Regions from separate parts of the Mus musculus genome. Here region 1 is linked to region 2. Evidence: chromatin contacts called from public Hi-C data. All regions are on one chromosome and are shown on one strand. Each heading gives the region's core, a stretch centred on a gene start, on an enhancer-like site or on the middle of the called end of the contact. The rest is flanking DNA. Distances are from core to core; before and after follow the strand shown.

The links. A called contact is a pair of places that touch in the nucleus more often than the background predicts.
Region 1: a contact with region 2 is called in a Hi-C map of Th17 cells, with 1.9 times the contacts expected there. The contact joins two enhancer-like sites. A contact is called at or near these places in 14 of 484 Hi-C or Micro-C datasets (3T3-L1-derived adipocytes, B cells, CD4 T cells and 8 more), 4 of 115 datasets of contacts at active chromatin or transcription factors (CD8 T cells, effector CD8 T cells, memory CD8 T cells and 1 more) and 2 of 9 other capture datasets (adipose tissue and liver).

What each region holds. Positions count from the first base shown.
Region 1 is chr3:19,423,694-19,431,396 of GRCm38.p6, forward strand. No RefSeq gene overlaps it. Among named protein-coding and RNA genes, the nearest start is that of Gm42188, 53 kb to the left of the region's middle. Within about 2 kb of position 5,903, at least 135 of the 459 cell types and tissues checked have an H3K27ac peak or open chromatin away from gene starts, as enhancers often do. A contact at or near this core is called in Th17 cells, where this site is marked.
Region 2 is chr3:19,243,053-19,250,540 of GRCm38.p6, forward strand. Pde7a (phosphodiesterase 7A) reads right to left here. Exons shown (of 13, transcript NM_001122759.2): 4 at 1-149. Among named protein-coding and RNA genes, the nearest start is that of Mtfr1, 59 kb to the left of the region's middle. Within about 2 kb of position 4,064, at least 13 of the 459 cell types and tissues checked have an H3K27ac peak or open chromatin away from gene starts, as enhancers often do. A contact at or near this core is called in Th17 cells, where this site is marked.

The DNA.
Region 1 (7,703 bases), core at 4,653-7,152, 180 kb after region 2:
ATGATAATTTATAAAGTAAAAATTAAAATTGTGAGTGAAATTCCATGTCACATTGTATAGATACAGATACAACCTTTGCTCATTAATGCCTTGCATATAATACAGTTTTTAAACCAATATTTTCTAAAGTCCTGCAATGTGCTAAGCACTGGGGCTGTTAGCTATTTAGAATAAAGTCCCAATCAACACTATGATTCCAGCATTGAGCACATCCTATGTTCCAGCCTACATTCTCTTGGAACATCTGCTGCCTGGGCCTTTTTCTTCCCGGGATCCAGTTTTCTGCTAATTTTTTAAAATTATATTTCTCCAAGCAATGTCTGGTGTTTGATATTACCTATTACTTCTGTTGTGTTTTATAAAAAAGAAATGGAAGAATCAGGAATATGTTTGATAGAGGCATGGTATGGTGAGGTGGAAGGGACTGCCTCTAACAAGCCCATGCTGAGAGAACCCTTCCCCCCGAGGTACCAGCCATACTATGGATATAGTATGGAATAGAGTTATTTAGGGCATGGGGAGGGGAGTTGAAGAGGGAGCTGAGAGTAGAGACAGAGAAAGGAGAGAGAGAGAGAGAGAGAGAGAGAGAGAGAGAGAGAGAGAGAGAGAGAAGAGAGAGGAGAGAGAGAGAGGAGAGAGAGAGAGAAGAGAGAGAGGAGAGAGAGAGAGGAGAGAGAGAGAGGAGAGAGAGAGAGGAGAGAGAGAGAGAGAGAGAGAGAGAGAGAGAGAGAGGAGAGGTTGACTATGAACATGTGAAGAGGGAGGGGGAGGGGAATGGGGTGAGAAGGAACAGAGAAGGAAAAGAGTAAGAGGGTAAGAGAGTGAGGAGAGGGCAAACAGCCCCTTTTATAGTGAGTCAGGCACACCTGGCTGTTGCCAGGCAACTGTGTGGTGGAGCCTAGAAGGAATGCTAACAACTTCCTCACATACTGTTGGATGATACACCATATCACAGGATAGAGTAATCTGGTTTCATATACTGGAACAACTTGGAGTCACCACAGAAGTTTAGGAGAGTTAAATAAGAAAGGAAACTGATCAGTGAATGTCTTAATTAGGGTCACTACTGCAGTGATGAAACACCATGACCAAAAGTAATGTGGGAAGAAAAAGGCTTAATTCACACACGGTTCCATATAACAGATCATCACCAAAAGCAGTGAGGGCAGGAGTCCACACAGGGCAGGAGCCTGGAGGCCAGAGCTGATGCAGAGGCCATGAAGAGGTGCCGATTATTGATTTGCTCTTCACAGTTTGCTCAGCCTGCTTTCTTACAAAACCCAAGACCAGGACCACCAACTCTGGACTAGGGCTTCCTTCATCAATTGCTTATTGATGAAGCCCTACAGGCTTGCCTACAGCTCCATGTTATGGAAGCAATTGCTAAATTGAGGTTCCCTCTTCTCAAATGACTTTAGCATATGCCAAGTTCATATAAAACTATCCAGCCCAGTATCTACGGTAGATTATTCTTCTCCATCCCTCCCTATAAGGAACTATTTTGCATTATGGAATTCCTGTATGGTATGTCTAGATATGACCTTTTATGAAAGAGGACCTCTAACTTTCTTCCTGATAGAGTCCTACCTTGTGTTTGGTTCTCATGCTTCCAACCTTTCTCACTCTCATTTTTTGCTGTCATAAGTTCTACAACTAAGTAGACATTAGCTATGAAGTTCTATGTTGGATTTTATTTTCTAGGAAGCTGGAGTAAGCCTTGCTCATATTTCCATGTCCTTCTTCATTGCAGTTACCAACCCTTCTACTTACTGTTCTATGAGGTTGTTTCTGGCCCATTTCATACTCATACATGTGGCGTGCACATGGCATGCATTGGCACACATGCCCAGACATGTGGCAGTTCCTTTTAGTTCAATACTCTCCTGACAATGATTCAACTTGGTTCCATAGATTTATCCCTATCTTGGTTTATCTGACCCTCTTTGTGATCTTGTATTTCCTTTTCCAGACTCTGTTCTGTTGATTTTTCTTTGGAGGGATTACTTTTAACATTAGTACACAGGGTTCAGGTAAGATTGAACTTCCTACCGCACCCAGATCTGGGCCAAAGGCAGATTCCATTCACCTATTCACAGGAACTAGGTTGGAGATAGGCTTGTGACTAGATCAGTCCACACAGCTAGTTTTGAGCCCTATGTAGAACTACTGAGAATAAAATTCTCTTTCTCTGCTTGAAAGAGAATGGAAAATAGGTGAGTCTGAACTCAGAGTTTGCCTGAGAACAAAGCCAGATTGGCGGGAGAAAGAGGTGGCACCCGGAGGCAGGGAATCCATTCATGCCCCAAATCTTTGGATTTTCTAAGTGAATAAATTTCATTTCTGGTTCTCTGTTCTGAAACAGAAAGCATAAATACATCTATGCCTCTGCCTTTCTCTGAGCTCTGGGCGTTAATAGCAAAACCTGGTTTTTGGCACAGTACATAGAAGGTTTCCTTAGAACACTGATTGCTCTGTCAGCCCTTTACCTCCAGCACTGCTGGAAAAGCTCCATGAGTCATTTGATGCAGCTGTGGCTCAGGTTACTGGCACCAAAGGCAGACATACTTCACATCTGCTACTCAACTAGCCATTGCCCAGCCCTGCCTGTCTTGTCACATCTTGCCTCTTCCATTTCCCTTTTGACCCCTGTTCCTGTCTGGGTGTGTTGCCAACACTATGATGCAACTCCTCAAATTCTTCACATTGTCAGGAACTTTTCTGGACATTCAGGCACATACTTCTTAAGTAGAGCAGAGCAGGTGCATTTTCTGGCACCCTACCAGACAGGAAAGGCTGGAGGTCCAATACTGAGTTATGCGGGGAGAGGAGGAGAGGGCTGGGGACTGGGGGGATTGAGGTACTTTCCAGTCTCACCATGCCTGCCTCTTGACTTAGTGTTTCTCCTTGCCTCGTGTCCCTGTCTTTCCTAACCCTCCTTCTAATATAGTTTTACTTCTACATTTTGGCTTCAAACATTCATTTGGACATGGATAACATTTTCTCATGCTTCCATGGCTCTTCAGAGCCTCCACTTTCCTCCAGGTTGCCTCCTGCCCTGCAATGTCAGTTAAAACAGTGCATGACTCATTAGTTGTGGACCAGTACAATATGCAGAACCTGGACATCACTGAGATCTAGTTAGACCACTGTGTCTCCTAATAGCAGGAGATGTTCTGACAGTCCTGTCATTGAGTAGTTGCCATGAGAACTCAGGGCACGGTTACACAGTTAGATGCTCTAGTTCAGTCACTCCATATGTATCCATATGCATCTTGATATACCCAGGGAGTGTGGGAATAAAATATATGAAGCCATTTGCTGCTGTTACATGACATTACTGGTTTACAGTAAACTTTTTCATATAAGGAATATACTTTAAAATGATTAAGAAGTATAAAACAGTAAATCCACAACAGCAATATAGTCATTTATTATAGAATACTATGTACTGCACATAACTGTGTACTGTGCTTTTTTGCAAATTTAATTTTTCATTATTCTATTTCATTTATATGTTTACATATATGTATATGTGGTATATGTGCACTTATGTGTGTTTATTCATGTGCACGTGTGTATGCATGGAGATCAGAGGAAGGCGTTGCTTGCTCTTCTGTCATTTCCCACTGTGTTTCCTTGTGGCAAGGTTCTTTCCTAAATTTGGGGTTTGAGATCTTTGGCTAAGTTGGAAGCCAAGAAACGCCAGTGATCCCTTTGCCTTTGCTTTCTGCAGTTCTGGAGTAACAGATGCCCAGAAGGTCATTCCTGGCTTCCGTGTGTGTGCTGGGATCCACACTCTGGGCCCTGTGCTGATACAGCACGTGCTTAACTGCTGAGCCACCTCTCTGACCCCTGTGCTATACTTTATGTGATGACAGCATAGTCCGTTTGAATGTCCTGCATCACAGGTAGAGGTGGTTATAATATCACTAGGTGATAAGAATTTTTCATGTCCTTTGTAAAATATGGTGTCTCTGACTACAGTGTTTTTGTAGTGTAGGACATATTGTAAAATAGAGTTGTTTATTCTGATGTGATCCAGGGTCAGCATTAGGGAAAAGGTGAAAACCCCTTTCCTGCCAGGTGTGTAAAACCGCTAGGGCACTGGTTCTCAACCTGTGGGTCTCGTCCCATTTAGGTAGTCAAATGATCTTTTCGCAGGGGTCACATAGATATCCTGCAATCAGGTATTTACATTGTGATTCAGAACAGAAGCAAAATACAGTTATGAAGTAGCAACAAAATAATTTTGTGGTTGGGGGGGTCACCACAACATGAGGAACTGTATTAAAGACTTGCAGCATTAGGAAGGGTGGCAACTCTGCTCCAGAGGTTGTCTGTCCCACTGTGCTCTCAGAGGAGCAACCCTAGTTTTATGATCTGAACACACTGAAGGGTCTGTCTCTTGTTTATGAGACTGAGTGGCCAGCATCTGAGTTAGACTGTGATGCACAAACTGAAAAATATTTCTGTTCACGCAATGGGGCAACTTCTGTCTGACAAGTTAACCCCATTCACCCGGGGAATTTCTAGACCTGTGTTATGGCTCATTCAGAAGCTACACTCCCAGTCTACAGTTCAGAAACTTCTTAGGCAACTGGATGGTATTCTGGTAGACTAAACAATAAAATGGATATTGACACTTGGAAAATAAGTTGTCCTTATATATGTAAGCCTCTGACTCAGGTATGGGAAGAAAAACATAAAAGAGCAATGATTAAACAAAATTACAAAACAACAAACCCAAGAAGGTGATGAAGGTAGAAACAATGTTACATTCCCCAAAGGATTCTTATGTGAAGAATCCCTAAGGTGTATCACAGAAATGAAAGAAAAATTAGATGTAAATCTATGTAACAAATGAAGCCACTGCAGTCAGAGAACTTTAGCAGAAGTTTGGAATCCTAAGGCCTTTGTTATGTCTAAGAGTGCAGAGAGTGGATTTCTGAAGCCATTTGCAGGGTGTGGCTGAGTGTAGCCCTCCTGGGCAAGAATGCAATGTTTTCTCACTCACCTGGAGACTGATTCCAATAGATTTCTTTTCTTTCTTTAAGTTTTTAAAAATTTATTTATTTAACTTATGTGTATGAGTACACTGTCACTCTTCAGACACACCAGAAGGGGGCATCAGATCCCATTACAGATAATTGTGAGCCACCATGTGGTTGCTGGGACTTGAACTCAGGACCTCTGGAAGAGCAGTTAGTGCTCTTAACTGCTGAGCCATCTCTCCAGCTCCAATGGATTTCTTATTAGAGTCTGTGTGAAACGTGAAATACAGAGGAAGCAAGTAACACTCAGGTTTTTGGCCCACGAAGCTGATCCATGGTTTTAGAATTGAATGAGTCTGGGAGGGGAAAAGATGGCCAGAGGCCCTTCTCTCCAGCTCTTCACCTCCAGCCTTCACCTTATTTCCTGGTCCTTCTTTAAAGCCTCATGTGAAAAAAACAAATACACTCCCCTGCTTCTCTTTTACATAGCAGCCTAGAGGCCCTCAGCTGATGAGTCAGGTCTGTCTCATGCCTGTTAGAAAGCTGGGCTCCAGCCTGCTGTGCTGGTGCATGCCTTTACTTCCAGAGCTTGGGAGGCAGGCCTAGCTGTATCTCTCTGCATTTGAGGCCAGCCTGGTCTACATAGTGAATTCCAGGAGATCCAGAGCTACATATTGAGGCTCTGGCTCAAAACCAAAACTCAAAGGAAGCTGGGTTCCCACACATCTTCTTTCTGATGATCTTTCTTTGTTTTCCCCACATAAGGTTAAGAAACTATCTGTAAGATAAACTGAAGGAATAAACTTCAAACATTGCCCCCAAACAAGTACCGACAAACAGCAATCGGGTGAACACTCAGAAAGACTAGCCTTCTGGCCAGGTTTTGGGATTAATGGGCTTTGTGATGAGTCACACTTTAAGTCTGCTTTGCTAAATCTTGCCCCTTGGCATGTGGCACTGTTGATGTAAGGCAGAGACAAGAGAACTACCTGTTTCTATGTCAACTACAGTGACTTCTAGACAAGAGAGTGCTCTATTGAAAATGGGTTGTGAGGTCAGTATGCAGCTCCAGACATCAGGTGTGTGGTGCAAGAGACTCAAAGATGGTACTTGCTTTTCCTTAAGTGGTTGGAGTTTTCTCTTAGAGCTCTGGGAATACTTCCTGGTCCTGGCAAACTCTTACTCATAGCCTCTCCCCGACCACAAGTCATCCAGGAGGCAGCTCCTGTTGCAGAGAGAAGTGAACAGGAAATGTCTTCATCAGGGTTGTAGGTCACCCACATGACTGAGGTTTCTGTGCAGCGCTGTGCATCTTGTGTATCTCTGCTTACGGCTCATAGACCCTGCCTCTTTCCTTCTAGTGCAGCGTGAGGCCCTTTTCCCAGCCCCTTTCTACAATCTCTGTTATTTTTGCTTTTTATCAGCCTGTGTCTTTCCCTAGTAGGACACTGTTCCATTGCTTGAAAAGTGGTCTGATTCACAGCCTCTATGCTTGTGTGGTTCGAGCATCCAAACTTCTGGCTCCCTATGAGATAGCAGACCCCTAGTCCAGCACAAACCCACAGGACTCTTTGTATACTCTTTACTCTTCCTGTCCTGGGTTGCTGCCTGTCTGTATTCTGAGCCACACTCCCACAGCTCCTCTGTGGACATGTGATGTGTTTATGCAAAAACTACTTCTTGTGGTGTGCTTGCTTTGCATGCTCAGTTGATGTGGTTATACCTCGTCATATGTTTTTATATATTTTGTGACATTTCTTTTGGGTGTCCTGGGTATGTAATGGTTCAGTAATACTTCCGCTCTCTAAAATGTTTGCTATAATCATGGGACTTGTTTTGCACAAGAAAACGTGAACAGAAGTGACATTGTTACCACTGGGTGGAGGCTTGAAGAACTGTTGTGTGTGTTAGCATATTCTCTTTTTCCTTCCAAGGCTAGTACCATCAATCAGAAATCCAATAGAAATCATGTATGAAATTAAAACACTTCAGTAGTTACATTTCAAAAGAAAAAGTCAAAATTAATTTTAACAATATAGTTTATTCAGTCTGACTAAGTAAATAAATCATTCAACAGATAATAAGTTACATTTTACCCTTTCATGTTAAATGTAAGATTTAATGTATATTTCACAATTATTTCTCTAGCCAGATGAGCCACATTTCAGCCTCAATAGGTGTGTATGGATAATGACTATAGTTATCTTTGGTATCCATTGATAGTCAATTCCAGGAAGGCCAGCTGATAAAATCTGCAGATGTTCAAGTACTTCATATAATTGTGACAGAGGGTTTGCATATAACGTATGTCAAACCACTCTCATGTGTATTTAATCATCTCCAGATGACTTTATAATACCTAACATAGTTAAATATAGGGTAAGTAGTTTTTATACTCTATACAGCATTTAAATAATTTGCTTTGTACAGGACCTTAATATATAACAAAGATTGACCCAAAATTCAGAATCGCCCTCAGCTCCTTGAGTATTGGGAGTATGGGCATACATCATTATGCCCACATATTTTCTTGTAGTTTGTTTGGCTTAAATTTTTTTTAGCTGGATGTGGTGGTGCACACCTTTAGTCTCAGCACTTAGAATGCAGAGGCAGGCAGATCTCTGAGTTTGAAGCCAGCCTGGTTTATATAATGGGTTCCAGAACAGATAGGGATAGAGAGAGAGACTCTGCCCCTGACTCCCCCTACCCCTC
Region 2 (7,488 bases), core at 2,814-5,313:
GGCTTGTCCATTGTAATCCTCATCTAAAATGTCTAGAGAACTACAAACTGTGGCACCCCGAAAAACTCGTGAGGATCTGAGATATCGCTGGAAACTTAGTAACCTTCTGATGTTCCTGGCGGAGACTGATGCTTCAATGTCAGATTGAGCTGAAAGAAAGGGAGTAACCATGAAAACCTGGCAGACCCCAAGAAGGCTGCCTCTGAAACACCCCCAAGTTCCATGCAAGCACTTAAGGTGTATACAAGCACTTGAAATTTTTCCTTCATTTTCTGTGTATGGGTCCTTGTCTGCATGTGTGCACCTAGTGTGTGCAGTGATGGGAGAGGCCAGAAGAACACTGGATTTCCTAGGACTGGAGTTAAGGATGGTTGTGAGCCGTTGTGTGGGATGCTGGGAATCAAACCCAAGTCTTCTCGAAGGGCAGCCAGTGCTTTTAACCTCTGAGGCATTGTTTAAAATTCATAATTTCCACGAGCAGTTCTTTCTATGGGGAGGTGGCTTTTTCCTATTTTGAAGTGAAGAATTAGAGAAGAGTAAAGGCCAGTTTTGACAGGTGCTAGAGCCATGAGAGCGTCTGGGCTTAGACTCAGCTTTAAAGCTTAATTTCCATTAACTACTACTACTCATTTCGCTGTTTCAACACACTATATAAAAATTGGAAGCAAACACACACACACACACACACACACACACACACACAAACACACACACACACACACACACAAATTATAGTTTCAAATGACTGAGAAGCCAAATCCCAGTCACATAGATGATATTAACAACTACAGTAACAACATATCTTAAATCCTAATGAGATAGTTTAAAGTATTTTAAAGATAATTTAATTATATATACATATACATGTATATGTATGTATGTATGTATATATATACACATATACATAAATGGTTCTAAAGGCTATAAACACATATTTGTCTAAAGAGGAAAACTCTGGGCACTGTGGCTCTTCACTGGAAACAGTGTGTCCTTCAATGAGCCTAACAACTGTTTTTTTCCCTCTACTCTTAGAATAATCCAGCTCCTTTAAGCATCAAAGGACACGTTTTGTTATTCAGCTCTGCACATCAGCTCCATGGTTCATTCCTTGCACTAGTTGACAGTTCCTAAGTTACTCAGCTTCAGGCCTTCTGAACGCCCTCCTGAGCAACACTTGTCCCTGGGTCCTGCTGGTTGAACTTTTCAATTCCTCTACTTTCTTATTTATCTTTCAGTCGGCCAGCCGGTTGGCCGACCTGCCTGCCCTCCTGCCTTTTTTTTTTTCCCCTTTCCATTCCTTCCTTCTCCCTTCCCTCTTTCCTTCCTTTCTTTCCAAGGCACTTTGTTCAGTACCACAATCAGACGATGACCTTCAGCAATCAGTAGCATGTGTGTATTACTGAGATTTGACAAGAAAAGTTTCTATTAGGAAACTGTCCTTCTCTGTCTGAAATTAAACAGTAATGTGTGTGGACACTTGAGCAGACCTGTGCTTAGGTGTGTGTCCTTTCAATCGTCATGTTTTCTTTCCAGACAGAGTGTTTCAAGGTCCCTCACTCTCTGCATACTGCCTGACGTGGGCCTCTGTATTTGTTCCCATCTGCTGGAGAAAGAAGCAGGAAGACTATAAACTTTGTAGTGTGTGTGACAGCAATTGTTCATGTGCATAGAAAGTGGTAGCTACTCAACTTTTTCTAATTCCTATTTTTCTCATAAAGAATCCTGCAATAATAAGTTTTATGTGTAAATCCTTCTTCACAGCCTGACTCCCTCACTCCGCAGAAATAGGGCACGTGAAAAATAGTATCTGATACAGGCCTTGCTGGAGAAAAAGGTTTTTCAGAATTGTCCTGGAAGAGCTTCCAAAATACAATCTAATAAAGGGGTTGGGAACTATAAATCAACAATAAAACATCCATTGCTGTGACAATGTTGGAAATGTGTATTTTCTTCACACTTGATAACCCTCTGTCCCTTATCTCTGTCTGTCTGTCTGTCTGTCTCTCTCATACCTGTCTCTGTAGAAGCAAAGTCCTTACACTGAAAACTCCAATAGAGACATCTTCAGGGGCAAAAACTAAGGGTTAAGTTTGGAAGGCTGCCCACAGCATTTCTTTCAACCTAGTTAAGCCTATGCCACTGTACAGGGAGACACCAGGCTGAATGAATTATAGCATTTAGGAATATATGAAAGCGGAGGCATTTGGAAATGGAAAAGAAGCCAGTACCCTTCATTTAGATAATTACTAAAAAGCTCATCCTCTGGCCAAATTACACAAAAACCCAACTCTATTACCAATACTCCGATGAGCTCATCCTGTGACATAAAGCGAGTCATTACTCATCTCACAGCACAAGAGACAACAGACCAGACTTGTCAGCCGTCATCAAGCTTGGACTATTTACTTGCTGATACAGCTTAGAAAGCTGGAGGCATACAAAAGCTCATGTTATTATCAGAGAGTACCATGGCCCCATGGCATAGCCATAGACCAATCAGTATCACCAAAGCTAAAGAGCAAGGGCACTGTGTCCAGGTATCCTTTTTCCGTATTTCTGGACCAGAAAAGAAAGTGGAGAAGAGCTGGTGATTTTTAAAAATATATGTATTTTTCCTTCATCAAAGTAGAAAATAAAGAAGAAATACAAGCTAAGAGAAGAAAGAGGCTGGAGAGGGCTACACTGAACAGCAGGTTCCCATCTCTCCTGCAGGTGCTTCCCTGCTACCCAAGCCACACACAGTTGGGCACAGCTGCTCCATCAGAAAGGTCCTGAAGGAGACAGTCACCGCCACAGGAATCCACAAGGGGGCACCCTGCAATCACTGCCTCTGTACACAAAGAATTACTATGGAAAATTACTGCTCAGATTTTCATGTTTATAATTAAGTACTTTAAGGTTTTAGCTCTAGCTTAGCCAATTTTATGCTGAACAAAGACTGAATAAAAAAATTCTAAATAGTTTCTGTATTGTAATTCTTCTTCTTCTTCTTCTTTTTTTTTTTTTTTTTTGAGACAGGGTTTCTCTGTGTAGCCCTGGCTGTCCTGGAACTCACTCTGTAGACCAGGCTGGCCTCGAACTCAGAAATCCAACTGCCTCTGCCTCCCGAGTGCTGGGATTAAAGGCGTGCACCACCACACCCGGCTCCTAATTTTTCTTTTTTGTCCCTAGTTTTCTTACAACAACAACAAAAAAGAGTGAAAGCCATATCTAAAAGTCATTTAAAAAAGAGTAATTCTAGTTATCATACATCTATGGGACAAGTCTTTTTGTTCTTTGGGGTTTTTTTAAAGAAGAATTTTTAGTCTTAGCATATCTCAGAATATACTGACACATAGAGAAGCACTGTTCCAGGCTTCTGTGAGCAATGTTATTCAGCTGCCTGTGCTGAGAATGGATACAGAATGGCAGAGTGGGTAAAGGCTGGGTGGAACTCCTGCTCTGTCACCAGCTTTGTAACATAAAGCAGATTACTGAATGATCCTCAGTTCTTTATCTGTAAAGCTGGCTCCTGAGGACTGAAGGCAGAGAGCAAATGAGACAGCATACAATCTCTGTACAGTTTGGGGGAAAGAAGCAAGCACTCAATAAACTTATAAAGTATATATTATATGTGTAATAAAATGATAATTATAAGGGCCAGGTGTGGTGGCGCACGCCTTTAATCCCAGCACTTGGGAGGCAGAGCCAGGTGGATTTCTGAGTTCGAGGCCAGCCTGATCTACAGAGTGAGTTCCAGGACAGCCAGGGCTACACAGAGAAACCCTGCATCAAAAACAAACAAACAAACAAACAAACAAACAAACAAAAAAACAAATAAAATGATAATTATAAACATTAAATATTTTAAAAACATAACCTTATACTTTTAACTTTTAAGAGTAGATTTCATTTTTATGGTTACATATTTAATACTGAAAACCACTGCATATGAAAGTACTTCAGAACTAACTGTATATTGACATGATTTCAAAATAGTTTGACAGAACTTTAAATGTATGTAGTAAAAGCTTCACTATGAATAATAAATGACTCACTGCAATAAGAATGAAATGTATCATCAGTACTTTCCCCTTAAGCAATTCGTATAATCCTGGTTCACAGAATTACTGTTCAGTCTGATGATTTGATGATTAAGTAAGAGATTCAAAACTCTTTAAAACTCTTCCTTTTTCTTTTCTTTTTTAAAAAAAAATTCAATACAGGGTTTCTTTGTATAGCACTGGCTATCCTAGAACGCTCTCTGTGGACACAGGCTGGTCTAAAAGTCACAGAGCTTAACCTGGCTCTGCCTCCCAAGTGCTGGGCTCAAAGGTGTGAACTTTCCAGTTCCCTATGAGCCAGCTGGGAGAGGATGGGAAGCAAGTGCCGGCTTCAGCAGCGCACACTCCTTCAAAGAGCAGCTGCAAAATCACATCAGGGCCAAGTTCAACTCCACCAGTTCCATAGAGTCCAAAAGAGCAATGACCTTTAAATTGGATTAAGATTAAGGTCCAATTCATACCAGCCTGCATAGTTTATGCAACAAAGTTATCAAAGACATCTAGAATACTGGCTTCTTCCAAGTCTGGGACAAAGCAATGAAAACCAACAGTTCTTAAATGCAGGAATCTGAGAACATTCTGGAAACTAGCATTTCCCTATGCATCAACATGGCATCTCCACAAGAACCAGTTGGTAAGGGAACTGCCACCAATAGGAGTAGGAACTCGGGTCACTGGCAGGGGAAAATGATGTTGTGTGTGTGTGTGTACATATACGTACATGATCATGTCGGACTACAGCTTGCAGGAGTTGATTCCCTCCTTCCACCATGTGGATACTGACAATTGAACCTAAGTCTTCATGCTTGGCCACAATCACCTTCACCTACTGATCCATGACACTGGCCCACTTTTCTTTTAGTGAAATGCTTTGTGAACAAAGGCAGACAGTATTTCATATAAGACATGACTCTTCATTTTCACTGTGCCATGCTTCCATGTACCACACTTGCAGAAGTTGGCTCTCTCCTTCCACCCACCATGTGGGTCCTGGATACTGAACTCACCTTGGTGACAAGTACCTTTACCAACTGTGCCATCTTGTCAGCTGTTTCTAGTGATAGCTCCATGAATTCAAGGAATGCTGTCTTTGAAACAGGTGTGATTTCAAGACAAGTATATGGGAGTCAACTAATTTATCTGAAACTTTAGACAAAGAATGGCCTTGGTCTATAATGGCACAACTACAAGTGCACGCTAGATGTTTATGTAAGAATCCAATACAGTTTGGTCTTCGTTCTTCTTGAGTTTCATGCGTTTAGCAAATTGTATCTTATATCTGGGGTATCCTAAGTTTCTGGGCTAATATCCACTTATCAGTGAGTACATATTGTGTGAGTTCCTTTGTGATTGGGTTACCTCACTCAGGATGATGCCCTCCAGGTCCATCCATTTGGCTAGGAATTTCATAAATTCATTCTTTTTAATAGCTGAGTAGTACTCCATTGTGTAGATGTACCACATTTTCTGTATCCATTCCTCTGTTGAGGGGCATCTGGGTTCTTTCCAGCTTCTGGCTATTATAAATAAGGCTGCTATGAACATAGTGGAGCATGTGTCCTTCTTACCGGTTGGGACCTCTTCTGGATATATGCCCAAGAGAGGTATTGCGGGATCCTCTGGTAGTACTATGTCCAATTTTCTGAGGAACCACCAGACTGATTTCCAGAGTGGTTGTACAAAGTGTGGACACTTTGCCCCTTCTTAGAATTGGGAACAAAACACCCATGGAAGGAGCTACAGAGACAAAGTTTGGAGCTGTGATGAAAGGATGGACCATCTAGAGACTGCCATATCCGGTGATCCATCCCATAATCAGCTTCCAAATGCTGACACCATTGCACACACTAGCAAGCGTTTGCTTAAAGGACCCAGATAGAGCTCTCTCTTGTGAGACTAGGCCGGGGCCTAGCAAACACATAAGTAGATGCTCACAGTCAGCTATTGGATGGATCACAGGGCCCCCAATGGAGGAGCTAGAGAAAGTACCCAAGGAGCTAAAGGGATCTGCAACCCTATAGGTGGAACAACATTATGAACTAACCAGTACCCCTGAGCTCTTGACTCTAGCTGCATATGTATCAAAAGATGGCCTAGTCGGCCATCACTGGAAAGAGAGGCCCATTGGACACGCACACTTTATATGCCCCAGTACAGGGGAATGCCAGGGTGAAAAAGTGGGAGTGGGTGGGTAGGGGAGTGGGGGGGGGTATGGGGGACTTTTGGGATAGCATTGGAAATGTAAATGAGGAAAATACCTAATAAAAATATTAAAAAAAAATCCAATACAGAAGACAAGAAACACTTTTGCAGACCAATCAATCACCAAAACAAAGCAGCTTGTGAATAGGAAGGTAGGGAGAGGCCATGGGAAACTGAAGAAGAAAGCAAAGACAGACATACAGGTCGGAAAGTGCCAGGCAAACACCAATGCTTAAGAGTCAGAAAGTAGCAATAAACTCCAGGCACAGCAGATGCCCTTGTACAGGTACTACACGCCGAAGTCAGTCAACCCAAGACAATGAGACCAGTCTGACCCACACTAGACAGCTCAAGCATACATAGACACAGATGTTTTTCATACCATATAACTATGAAGCAAACAATCCAAGCTTCATACAGCTTTGCCACAATGAAAGGAAACAACTACAAGCCAACACACCCGAGAACTATGGGAAATCTATGAAGAGTTTTGTATGTTTCAGCAGTCAGTTGCTGTAATGAAGACAACATAAAAGGCTAGGCTCAAGAGAAAAGCAACAAAAAGCCCGAACCTGAGTGACAGTTAATAAAGATTATCTTGGGGAACTGCAAGTGAGACCCTGTAACTGTTGAGGTTTGGCCTCTGGTATGTATTGTAATGCTAGATACTGGCCCCCAAGGTCAAGAGAAGCCACATATAAACCCAAGTGGCACTATGTAACCTTTCCCCAAGTTATTCCTGATTGGTAAATAAAGATGCTGACAGCCTATAGCTGGGCAGAGTTTCTGGGCTCCCAGGTGTGCTGTCAGAAGAGACCACAAAGAGAGGAAAGAGTGCCAAGGGCCAGCCTCAGCTTGGAGGGTTGTTTGAGAATGGAGAAGTAAATGACTCGAAGTTGAATGATGGGTCCAGGCTGGTTGCCTGTATTCTGCTCAAGACAGCTTCCAAACTGCTCTATGTTCTGCTTTCTCGGGAGATCTCCAGACAGGTCTTTTCTCTATTTTTCTGTTTGAGACAGTTCTGCAAGCAGTTCATTTTTGTTATTCTAAAATTTCTCTGGATAGCTCAACTTTTGCAGACCATAAGCCCAGTCTTTTCTTCTACATATCAATCCAATCATTTACTTCAGGTTCCCTTTTAATTATCCTACGATGCAGCATTCCAGGACCCCAGTTCCTTGGGAAGGCAAGCACACTTTTTTTTTTTTTTAAACATTGCAAAGGAATTCAGAGATCTGCCTGC